Regions from separate parts of the Anas platyrhynchos genome. Here region 2 is linked to region 1. Evidence: chromatin contacts called from public Hi-C data. All regions are on one chromosome and are shown on one strand. Each heading gives the region's core, a stretch centred on a gene start, on an enhancer-like site or on the middle of the called end of the contact. The rest is flanking DNA. Distances are from core to core; before and after follow the strand shown.

Evidence for each region. A called contact is a pair of places that touch in the nucleus more often than the background predicts.
Region 2: a contact with region 1 is called in a Hi-C map of subcutaneous adipose tissue, with 2.9 times the contacts expected there. The contact joins the promoter of RRBP1 here to the enhancer-like site in region 1. A contact is called at or near these places in 5 of 8 Hi-C or Micro-C datasets (F1 follicle, F5 follicle, skeletal muscle and 2 more).

The regions. Positions count from the first base shown.
Region 1 is chr3:15,863,713-15,869,343 of IASCAAS_PekinDuck_T2T, reverse strand. RRBP1 (ribosome binding protein 1) reads left to right here. Exons shown (of 24, transcript XM_072035404.1): 18 at 7-102; 19 at 409-492; 20 at 1,321-1,413; 21 at 2,183-2,266; 22 at 2,511-2,609; 23 at 2,824-2,967; 24 at 3,227-3,801. The coding sequence ends at 3,265. Among named protein-coding and RNA genes, the nearest start is that of DSTN, 12 kb to the right of the region's middle. Within about 2 kb of position 2,438, at least 3 of the 8 cell types and tissues checked have an H3K27ac peak or open chromatin away from gene starts, as enhancers often do. A contact at or near this core is called in F1 follicle and subcutaneous adipose tissue, where this site is marked.
Region 2 is chr3:15,916,275-15,921,905 of IASCAAS_PekinDuck_T2T, reverse strand. RRBP1 (ribosome binding protein 1) reads left to right here and starts at 2,954. Exons shown (of 24, transcript XM_072035404.1): 1 at 2,954-3,188. SNX5 (sorting nexin 5) reads left to right here. Exons shown (of 13, transcript XM_027453556.3): 13 at 697-1,254. The coding sequence ends at 744.

The sequences.
Region 1 (5,631 bases), core at 1,189-3,688:
ACCCAGCTAAAGGAATACATCTCTCTTCTGGAGGCACAACTGGAAAATCACTTGCAGACAGCCAGCTCCGAGCGCCAGAACTACACAAAAGAAGTTGAAGTTGTAAGTGCCATTACCTTCAGTGTTTCTTCTTCTGATCCACCACCCGTCCCCGTTTCGGGGATTTGACGAGTGCCCTGGGGGTTTGGATCTTTGCGAAGCAGGAGAAGATAAAGGGTTGTTGGCTGCAGTCTGGGTTGTGGATGCCTAATGCCAAGAGATGCATTAGAAGGGTGCTGCAGGGCACCGGGGTAGTTGGGCTGGGGGGACAGAGGGCAGCAGGAGAGGGAAAAAAAAAAAAAAAAAAGCCCCAACCCTAATGCCCTTCCTCACCCCCTGTTTCTGTTTCTTTCTGTTTCCCCCGGCCAGTTGAGGCAGCTCTTATCAGAGTCCCAGGAGCAGCTGGAGGCGGCGAAGACAGAAACGCAGAAACAGAGCCAAGAGCTGGCCCTGGTAAGGGAGATGCCTGGGGCTGCACCGCCTGCCTGCAAGCAGGGCAGCTCCTTGGCCTCGGGGCAGTTCTCAAAGGGCGACCCCAGGGTTTCAGGGTTGATACTGGTGACCCAGTAGGGGATTTTACCTGCCTTTCTTTCCTCTCTGATGGTGGTTGGAAGGAATGGAGAGCAGCAAAGCTGGTGTGAGCTGGGATGTAGCACAAAACCCCAGCTGTCCCCCTGATGGACGCTGACTGCCCCCGCCACCACCCTGGGCGGACATTTGGGTGCCTTAAGCATCCAGCCAGCCAGCTCTGGGTGGGGTGAATTTTGTCGTGTGTCCCCTGGGTGTTGGAGGAGTTGCTTGGAGGGCTGGAAGATGGGGCTGGGGTTCTGCGGGTAAGCGGGAGAGAGGCCTGGGATAAAGGGCCGGGAAAGCCATCAGACCTGCCAAATTCATGAGGGCTTTTGCTTTTTAAATCAGTCCTTTGATTGAGACAGCAGTCGCTGCTTTGCTTTTTAATATTTAAAGGCTTCATTCTTCGGAGGCATATCTCACCAGTGAGGTTTAGGAGTCTGCGTTAGGGTAGGGCTCCAGCCTTTCAGCACTCCTGTGAGCCCTGCTGCAGCAAACAGAGGGTCAGGAGGTTTATTTTTTAAAGTCCTGGGTGGTATCCCTGGTTTGCAGGGGTGCTCAGAGCACAGTGAGCTGGGAGTTCAGTTTCTTCTGGCCATTTCTCCCTGTGTGCTGGCACAAAGGCTGCCCAAACTGCTCCATAGCTCCTTGTGTAGGGCCGTGCTGGGGGGCGTGTAACCGAGCCAGCCTCGCTGCTCCTCCTCCTTGCAGGTCAGGCAGCAGCTGGGTGAGATGAAGAGCCATGTGCAGGATGGAGGAGTCGTGGGGTCACGAGCCGAGCCGAGCGATCCCGAGCCCTTCGAGGTTAGGGGGGGTGAGGCCGTGGCTCGCAGTCCCGCGCCCCGTCCCGCATGGCCAACTGCACGAGGCTTTGCTCTCCTGGCCTGTGCCAGGCTCGTGGAGCCCCTCCAAACACACATCCCGCTCCTTCACCTGTTCCCTCGGGAGCCCTCTGTGCCAGCAGCAGGCTGGGGATGTTTTTGGGGAGGCAGGCAGGGAGCGCTGCCTCCAGCTGGGGTTGCTACACGGCCTCGAGCCTGCTCGGGGGCTGGGATTAGGATTACGGAGCTCACGCAGGGGCAGAGGCCCTGCAAATCTCGCCGGAGCCGGGCTGAAGGCATTAGCAGCGGCTGCTCCCCGCAGGCTAACACCTCTTGGCGGTGGCAGCTGCCGCCCCAAGCTGGGCTCTGCCTCTCTCTCCTTTAATCCTGTTAACCGTGGAGCCTTCTCCTGGGCGCTGCTCGTCTGCCGCAGCACGGGGACCTGCCAGATACGCCCAACACTCTGTTGTGCCTCTTGTCCAAATCCCAGCTTGTGCTGCCCAAAAATTCAAGCACCATTTGGCAGTGCAAAACCAACCCCGGGCTCACCATCAGCATCCTCCCGGCTTTGTACAGAGGCCAATGATGGTACCCGTTGCCCCTCAGTGCCTTGGACAAAGCTCCAGGTTTTGTTTCTTCTGTGTAGCCCAGCTTCCCTGGTACTGGAAGAAGCTCCTCGTCTAGGCCTTTGTTTTTTTAAATTATTATTATTTTTATTTTCTCTTCTGGACACTTTCCCCTTCTCCATGCAGTTGAAAACGCAGCTGGAGCAGAACGAAGCGCTGGTGGAGAAGGAGCAAGCGCTGAGGCAGAAGCTGGTGCAGGAGCTGGAGGAGGTGGGTGCCGGGGGCAAGCGGGGAGCGAGGGTTTGCCCCTGTAGAGGACCTTGGGGCTGCGAAAAAGCACCTCTGGAGAGCGGCCAAAAAACGCTGGGGCAGTGCAGCCAGCTGCCTGACGGTGGCTCTGTAACCCACCAACAGCAGAGGGACAGCCACAGGCCCTGCTGCATGGGGCAGGGAGCAGGAGGAGCCCGCTGGCACCGGCTGGTGCGTTGTTAAAGGTTGTGCGTCCCCCTTGCAGGCACAGAGCTCGGCACGCAGCTTGCAGGCGGAGCTGGAGAAGCTGAGAGTGGCTGAAAACGCAGCGGCGTCAGGCACGGAGGAGGCCCAGCATCTCAAGGTGATCTGGCTGCTGCCTCGGCTCAGCACCAGGCACAAAAAAGCCTTTGCCCAGCAGGACTGTGGTTGTGATTTGTGGTTCCTGGGGATGGTGGGGCAGGGTAGATGGTTCCCAAGGAAGGTGCAGATGTGTTTTGGAGGGAGGGGGTCCCCTGCGAGCAGCCTGGACTGCAGGGGGAGGCTCAGGCAGATGGCTTCTTTTTACTCCCGTGTAGGAAAGACTTGAAAAAGAAAAAAAACTAACAAAGGACTTGGGCCAAGCAGCAACCAAACTCCAGGAGCTACTGAAGGTCACCCAGGACCAACTGGCCAAAGAGAGAGAAACGGTGAAGAAGTTGAAAGAACAGCTTCATGAAACGGTACTTGCTGGCAGCACCAGCCTCAACCAGGCCTTCCCTTGATACAGGCGGGGAAATGGGGTGGTTTAAAATGGGAGCAGTGGGGCACCCACGGCCACAACCCACCCGGCTGGCTTCTGGCAGCCCCTGGGACTGCGTTGGATGGTGGTCATGATCCTTCCCTGCCCAGGAGGGAAGATGTGGCCAGGCTGCGAAATGCTTTGCTGCTTAACCTCGAGAGCCCACCGAGTAACTGAGCTCTCTTGTGTTTCTTCTGCAGGGGGAAGAGGACAGTTCAAAGGAAGGGACTTCGGTTTGATGAGTCTGTGACTTAGAACTTAACCCTTCAACTTACCAAAATGCCTTACACATTCCTAAAAATAAAAAGTATATGCTGAATTTACTGTAGATAAAATACAAGCCATTAGTGACCCGAAACCTAGTTTTGAAACTTTAAGAAAAAAAAAAAAAGGAAAAAAAAAAAAAAGAAACCACCACCAACCAGTAAACACTGCAGGTGTATGTCTGTAGGAAAACCTTCATACTGTTTTGTACAACCCTTCGTTCCCGTGGGTGCTGCTCCCGACACGTTGGGGCAGGTGCCGGGGCTCGACCCTGCTGGAGCGGCAGAACTCGCGAATGTGTGAAAAGGGAAGACTGTGTTTGTACATCAACCGGTGCAATTATTATTTTATATATATAAATATATATATATTATTTTTTTTTTTGGAGTGAGAGAAGTGTGAAAGTAAGACCCACCAGTGGAAGGAAGCCTCTCTCTGACGGGTGGCTCTCGGCGCGTATCCTTTGTGTATTTTCTGAGTGTCGATGCAATTAAAATGACGTCGTAGCGAAGAGCCTGTGCTTTATTTTTCTGGTCACTTTTCGAAGTTGCTGTGCCAGGAATGTCTTGGGGACGACTGAAGTATGAAGAATGCACCCTGCTTTGCCCAGTGGTGGCTGCTTTGTTCTGTTGCTGTGCTGCAGCTGCTGGCCCCTGCTTTTCTTCCAGTGCAAGCGAAGGAGGCGCAGAGCTGCAGCCATGGTGCCCCAGCTGTGATTAAAGTGGTTGGGGTCCCACAACCTTTGGGGCCTTGTCTGAGGCCCTAAAGCTGCGGGGTGCCCCTTCCACCTCCCCAGGGTGGCGCAACGCTGCCTCTTCCTGCAGGAAAACCACAAAGCTGCCTTCCCCCAAGGGGGGCAGCTCAGGAGCAGAGCCGCTGCTGGCCCTGCACCTCCTGCTCCCACACGGAATTGGGGGCTGAGCGCTGCCCAGCCCGGTTCTGGGGTGTTGGAGGGGGGATTTTTGGGGTGGGGCAATGGCTTTGGGGGTGATGGGGCTCAGGCACATGGCTGGAGGGGAGCTGGTGGCTGCCTCCTGCTGCAGGGTGGTGGCCTCAGCCCCTTGGGTGGCTGCCACCCCCCCAAAAAAAAAAAAAAAATATTAAAACCACAAAAGCAAACCCACCCTACCAAGAAACCCAGAAGCTGGAAGGAGCTGCTGAGGGGCTGGGGGTGGTCAGAGAGCAGGTGGGGGGCTGGGCCCCAAAGCAGTGAGCGCGATGTGATGAAACCCTTCGGTTTGCTCAGTTCTTGCTTTTGCAACAGCCGCTTCCTTCACGGGGCTTGCTTGTGCAAAGCAGAGCACGCTCACGAGAGCAGGAACTGCGCCCCCAAACACAGCCAAAACCAGGGGATGGGACGGTGATGCAGGCACTGCAGGGCTGGGTGGGCACCGCTGGGGCTCCAAAAACCACGTGAAAGGAGATTCGGGCTCCTTAGCACAAGGGACACGTTGCTGTTCCTTCAGGCCAGCACCGAGGAAGCTATTTTTGGACAGCAGAGAGGGGCTGGTCATGTTTGGTAAAGCTGATGGTGGAAAAGTGTCTCTGGGGCCAGATGTTTAGCCCCGTTTCAGCTCCTGGAGTGGCACCGCGGGGTTTTTTTGTCGCATTTTGTGCTGATCTTTTAAAGACCAGCGGCTCTGCTGGGTGCCCCAGGGCTGCTGCTTCCCCTTGTGGTGCAGGAGGGCTCTTGCATGCAGCCAGCAGCTTCCACCTCTCCTGGCAGGACCCCGCAGGCTCAAGGCACTGATTTTGGTTGTCTCCTGGCCGGGAGCTCCCTTCCCAGGCCCCACTCCCACCCCGTCACTCCCAGTTTCTTATCTGAGCCCGGACTTTGGACAGACAGCAGCGCTGCAGCCACCGAGGTGAGGACAAGCGCTTTATGGGGACGATGACCCACCTGGGCGAGGTCTGAGGCAGGGACTGGGAGCACCCACGGGTCCCAGCCCAGCGTCCTCACAGCCAGAAAGCTTCGCTGCGGGTGATCACGTCAGCAACCTGTGCTCCCACCCCTGGGTGCTAAGGCAGAGCACACAGACAGCGCCTGCCTCTAGGTTAAGGGAGCAAACAGCACAGGGTGGTGCACGAGGCCAAGGAGGGCACCAAGACTGCGGAGAAACCAAAGTGCTTTCTCCCCACCGACCCAGGTGGAAAAAAACCCCGTGGATTCAGGATTCAGGCTGTTTGAGTTTGGCACGCACAGAACACAGCACAGTAACGCACTGGAGGCTAAGGGTTTGTTTTTTTTTCTTTTTTTTTTTTTTCTTCTCTACAGACATACAGGAAAACTCTATGCAACTCCCATGTACACATTACACAAAGGAAACAGCTTTAATCAACC
Region 2 (5,631 bases), core at 1,705-4,204, 52 kb before region 1:
ACAGGCATCACAGGAAGTTGCTTCATCTTGTGGAATTTCCTCACTGAATTCAGGAGGGGGTCAGCTACTGTCTGTATTCAAGTGCTGTGAGCATGTTTTGCAGCCTGTGAGCTAGCTGTCAGCCCTTCTTACCTAGCTTATTGGTGAAGGGAGACACTGGCTGTCATGAGGCCTCTGCCAAGGTGTGCAGAGCCTGCTTGAAGTAGGATGGGGAGACTACGCTATTGTCAGCTTAAGCTAGGAAAGTACATGCTGGTTGCTGTCTGTGCTAAGTTAGCAGAACCTACAAAGTGGGAAGCCTCAGGAAGAGGTAACCCCAGCCTCTCTGAGCAAGGAGAACTTAACTTTCTACTTCCTGATTGCCCTGAACTTCACCACAGGTAGCTATTTCAGTGCTGTGCTTGAATGTGACACAGGAAAGGCTCAGTTTGGCCCACTGAAGTTTACTGCTTTCCTAGTCTCCTGCTCCTCTCTTCCCACGAAGTCACAGTTGCAGGCCTGCAGGGAGGGGCAGATAGCAGACTGATCTGTTTGACACATTGCCTGAGTACTTGTTCCTGCAATGTAATCTCTTAGCACTGTGACAATCTACAAAATCCTGGGATGGACCTACTATTTTGAAAGCTCCTTCATTGTGGAAGGCAGGATTTAAACAATCAGTCATACTCATCTGAAACTAATTCTCTTCCTTTCCAGAACAATGTGTCTCTCCTGCAAAGCTGTATTGACTTGTTCAAGAACTAAGGCGCCTTACTCTGAAAATGTGAAGAAAAAGCATCAGTTGCACTCAATGGCCAAGGGGAACTTATTGGCTTAATTTCATTAGCTTAAAATAAATATTGTCACTGAGATTATGACTAATACCTAAATATATTGATAGTGATGCATTGAGTTGGTATAAATGAGAGCTGAAATGCGTATGAATTGTCTGGATGTAGCTAACATCCTGTTGGCTGATAACTCAAAATGAGTCAAATGTAAGAAATCAATTTGATGTTGACTGACTCTTTACCAGAAAATGTTTTCTGAGAAGAACTTTTTGTTTCAGCATCATAAAGTGATCTGTCATCATAGCCCTGATATATTTGAAACTTGCAAGTGGGAATGGCTTGTGTAGTAATTTTATAAAGTAAATATCTTAACATTCCACTTCCCAGACAGATTTCTACTACAGTATATTTTGAATTTCTATAAACACATTCAGTATTTGTACACTTGGATGATACAGCAAATAAAGATGTCTGATAAAAACAAGCTGTTGTGCTGTGGCAGGACTGTCACTTTACATCCCACACAAACGGGCTTCAAGTGCAGAATTACCAATTACCCCATTACTCATCACCTGGAGCTCTTCACTGAGAGCACTAGAGATTATATACAGTTGACTTGGTAGGATTGCTTTCAGAAGGAGTGTTGACATGATATGTGGGGACTTCAGGTCACGCTGCTGTCTGAGTAGCTCTCAGACTTCTAATTCCTCTATGCTATATGCCAAGAAAACTAAGCCTTTCTAGAACAGAACAGTGTCTACATGGCTTGGATTCCTTCAGGCTATGTTAAAGCAGTTCATGCTTATCCATCTTGATACCTCCTGTTGGCAAGGGCTGTTCTTGCAGTTTTGAAGTCTATGTAAGCTCACCCTCGTTTTGCATGGCTGGCCATGCTAAGCTTACATGGCCATAGTTTAGGCAGCTTGGCCTATAAATTCCAAGGTCACTTTGCTACATTTTGGCTGTCATATGGCATATATGGAGATGGGTCAGCAAGCTCTACCCTTCCTGAGGCGGCTTTCTGTGGAGCAAACAGAGTATCTGAGCATTTTATTACTAATGTCTAAAATTTCTTACATCTGACCTTCCCCTTATGCACGAAGTAGGCTGTGTAGCTACACCCTGAGCAGGCTGCCTGAAGCAGCTTCAGTAAGAGAAGCTCTGAGAAGGGGCTGCTCAGCAGCAGTATCTATAAAAATTGATCAGTAGTTTACTTTTCCATAACCTATTTCTTTAATTGAACCCCTATGGAAACTGTGCAGCTCTTGGTAGCCACAACATCCTGCAGTGGTCTAGATGAGAAATACCTGAACTCTGTCACCTTTTAACTTCATTTGGCAGGAACAGTTTCAGCTTATGGTTGATGAGATTTCTGGCATTCGTGTTCAACCCCTACCCAAATAGCTCACTTACAGCAGCAGTTACAAAAGCATGCTGCTTGTGGACATCTGGCCCTTTATAGGTAGGGTTGGTAGGTACCATTGCACAGGCACTACACTGCATATGACAAGGATAAACCACTTGTCCTGGTTAATTATTCCTCCCAAGCTGGACAGTTCATGCTGGCAAAGCTTTAACTTTTTCTAAAACTGTACACAGCCTTTTGCACTCACTTTGGCTGCTTCAGTCAGAGAGCAGGCTGGAGATGCTGGGCTTTGTTGGTATGCCAGCTGTGCCACAATGAACTTCTGCTCTGCTGTGGCTCACAGAAGCTGTGGTTGCTTCTTTCCCTTCTATAACTATTTCACATGCTATAGGAGAAGTAGTATCTCCTTGCTTGTCGTGCTTGGCAGTAACATGCTGTTTATATGGTGGATCTTCCTGAAACTAGCTGCAGTAGTTGGGTCATCTTTGTAAATTGAAGTCAGTAGCAAGGAGCGTATGGATTGTATCAGTATTTATGCTGAATCTGAGGAATATACAACACTGATGTTGTAGTTAGTTAAATCACAGTAACCCCAGGAATCCAGCTATGCAGTAGCCTTTGTCAATATCGCTGTTGCTTTAAAGGCAGCTGCTTTGTGTTAGCTGTGCCAGTAGAGTGCATCACAATCAGCTTCAGCGTCTGAAGCAAGTTGACTAGGAAAATACTGCTCACAGCACGGATCATGTTCCTGGAGGCCAGTGGGTGGCAGCCTGGGACAGCTGCTGGTAGCCACTAGCACCACGTTTGCTTTCAGTCTGAGCTGTGGTGAAATACTGGAAAGATGCTGCGTACCCTGGTTCCTTACCTGACAGCTAGACTGATGTTGGTATTTAGGAAGTTGTCTGCATGTGTGAACAGTCGTGACTGCTGACTGTACTCTTACCCATCGCAGCTGTGAAGCAGTTTACGTTTACAGCCTCGTCACTGCTCTTGGAGTTGTGCTTCTTCACCAAAGCCCATCTGCAAGCTTCAGCATTGTCATGGTTATTGTGGTACGTGGCTTTTCGTGTAAAGTCAGAGGGAATGCTAACGTTTGATGAAGTTTACTCAGGCTTGTTAAACATCCAGCTCTGATTTTGACAGAGGCAGTCACTGGTATTACCTACCACTGGAGGTAGGAGATAGCACAGAGAAACTGCCCTCTGAGGGAGGGTGCTTCTGCTGGCGTGCAGCTTCTGGGCTACACGGGGTGTTGTAGGATACAGTGCTCCCTTCCACGCATGGTAAGTTTGGAGTCTGGCTTTTCCTTTTTTTTTTTTTTTTTAACCCAGAAGATATCTGGATGCAGAAGGCCATGGTCTTGGTACGGTGAGTTCGCAGCGGGTGAGACATTAAAATGAGAGTGTTTGGGGGATGGGTGAAAGAGGTGTCAATTGTGCCCAGGGTGTAGGCAGCATCTGGGCACTGGAAAACTGCAGGTGGGAACCAGCCTGGTCAAGTGTGATAAGCTGATAAATGTGTCCTGTTGCAGGAGATTGCTATTTCAAGCAGTGCAAGAAATGAGGAATTCAATAAAACAGCACTCTGTAGCCACAGAAAGGGTACGATTAAGGGTCAAGTGTGCTAAGAAAATGAGCTGTTTTAGTATGATTTATGCAAGTACTAATGATTCTAGGGAGACACATCACATGCTAAGGGTGGTGAACCACAAAGAGAACAGTTCCCGTGCCTTTGGGATACAGAAAGCCCAGAGAAGCTGTGCGCATGGATTGTCTGTGCTAAGTTATTGCCCGTTTTGTGATGCTCTCAGTGGTCCTGCAGCTGTGACTAGCTTCACGAGCCTGAGAAACTGTGAAACACCCTGGTCCTGGCTGGAGGGAGAAATTCAGCTGCAGTCTGAGTTGTCTTGGGACGATTACTGATGTTTTAATTAGGTTTATCACCACTAGTGGTTGTTTTTTTTTTTTTTTAAATATGCTCCTGATTTTTTTCAGTCTCTCTCCTCTCTGCTCTATTCTGTTTCTTCTTGATTCCATGCACTTCAGGGGTGCTCTGCTCTGATCTGAGGCCCTGTCCTCCAGCAGCTTTGTAGCTTTGTGCTACGCTTCTGATAGCAGCAAATGTGAATTTCTCTACATGTGGAGCTGGGAAGATTCTCCTGGTAGGTATTAATAGCCTCTGGCACCTGCAGCCTCTCTTAAAAGATGGGGAGGAACAGCTTGCTTGCTTGTGCTGTGAAGCAGAGAGCTCTGCAGAGGTCCCATTCTGGAGCGTAGCTTTCAGTGCTCTCCTGCTATCCCAGCACTTGCTGCTGCATCTGAGCGAGCAGCTCGGAGTTATTTCAGCTCGTGCGCTTGAGAAACACCTGCGTCACCACTTGGTTACAGTGGAATAGCTGAACTGGCTTTGAAACGTGTCCATTTGCAGCTCACTAGTCACCGGGGAATGAACACCAGCTCTGGTGATCCGTTTTAATCCCTCAGGTCATTGCCTGGTCCTGGCATTAGACCTGCAGCCCCCTGCTTTCTGGAAACGTGCTTTATCTGCTATCAAACACCGCCCAGTGGCTGAGCTCTGGCGTGGGCTCAGCCTTGCTTTCTGTTTACTTTTTATATTACGAAGCTGATGAGAAGGCCCAGCTGAGATCAGAGTCCATCTCAGCTGGGTTTTCGTGCTTGCGTGCTAAAAATAACCCCTGCTGGGACAGCCTTATAATTTGAACAGACCAGCCAGAACAGGACCCCTTTTGCAGGGGAGGGGATTCACGTAGAGCATGGAAAAGGTGACTGGCCTGTCATCCCACAGGGTACGTGCAGCACAGGCAGACATTTAACTTGGATCTAAAATCCCGGTCCGGGGGCTCCCGCTGCCTCGATCTGCTGCTGCTGGAAGCGGCCAAAGGAGTTTGTGATTTCAGCCTGGCTGTCCCTTGGCCGCGCTTTACTGCTCTTCTGGGGAAACGTGGTGGCTGCTGGTGTGGCTGCTCCGTGTCCAGCCCAAACGCAGTGAAATGTGTCAGCTTAAGTGGCTTTTAGTGCTCTGTTCTGTGGGTCTGTTTTACTTGGCAGCGGCGTCACAAGGTCACTTTTTGCAGGGAGGGCGGCGGAGTCCCAGGCACTTGGAAATGCATTGCGAGTACATGTACTTTGCTGCTGATACCTCAGCTCCTTGTCAGCACTGAAAGGCAGAGCGCAGCGGCCAGGTCGTGTGTGCTCACTGCTTATAACACCTTAACTTCTTTTGGGTAAGGCTATAGGATTGTCCCTATCGGTTAAAGGGATTTTAATTCATTTTCTGTTCCTTTTATTTAGCGTTGCTTTGCTGTTCCTTACCAACTTCCCTAAGCCTGTTCTTTATGAAACGTGCCTCTGAGAGTCAGACTCACTGGTATAAAAGATGAGTGAAAAGTATTTTAAGGTTCCTTTTTGATGCTAGCCTACTGCCTGCTTTGAAACCAATTTACCACTTCACCGTGTCTGTTTTAGCTTGGATCGG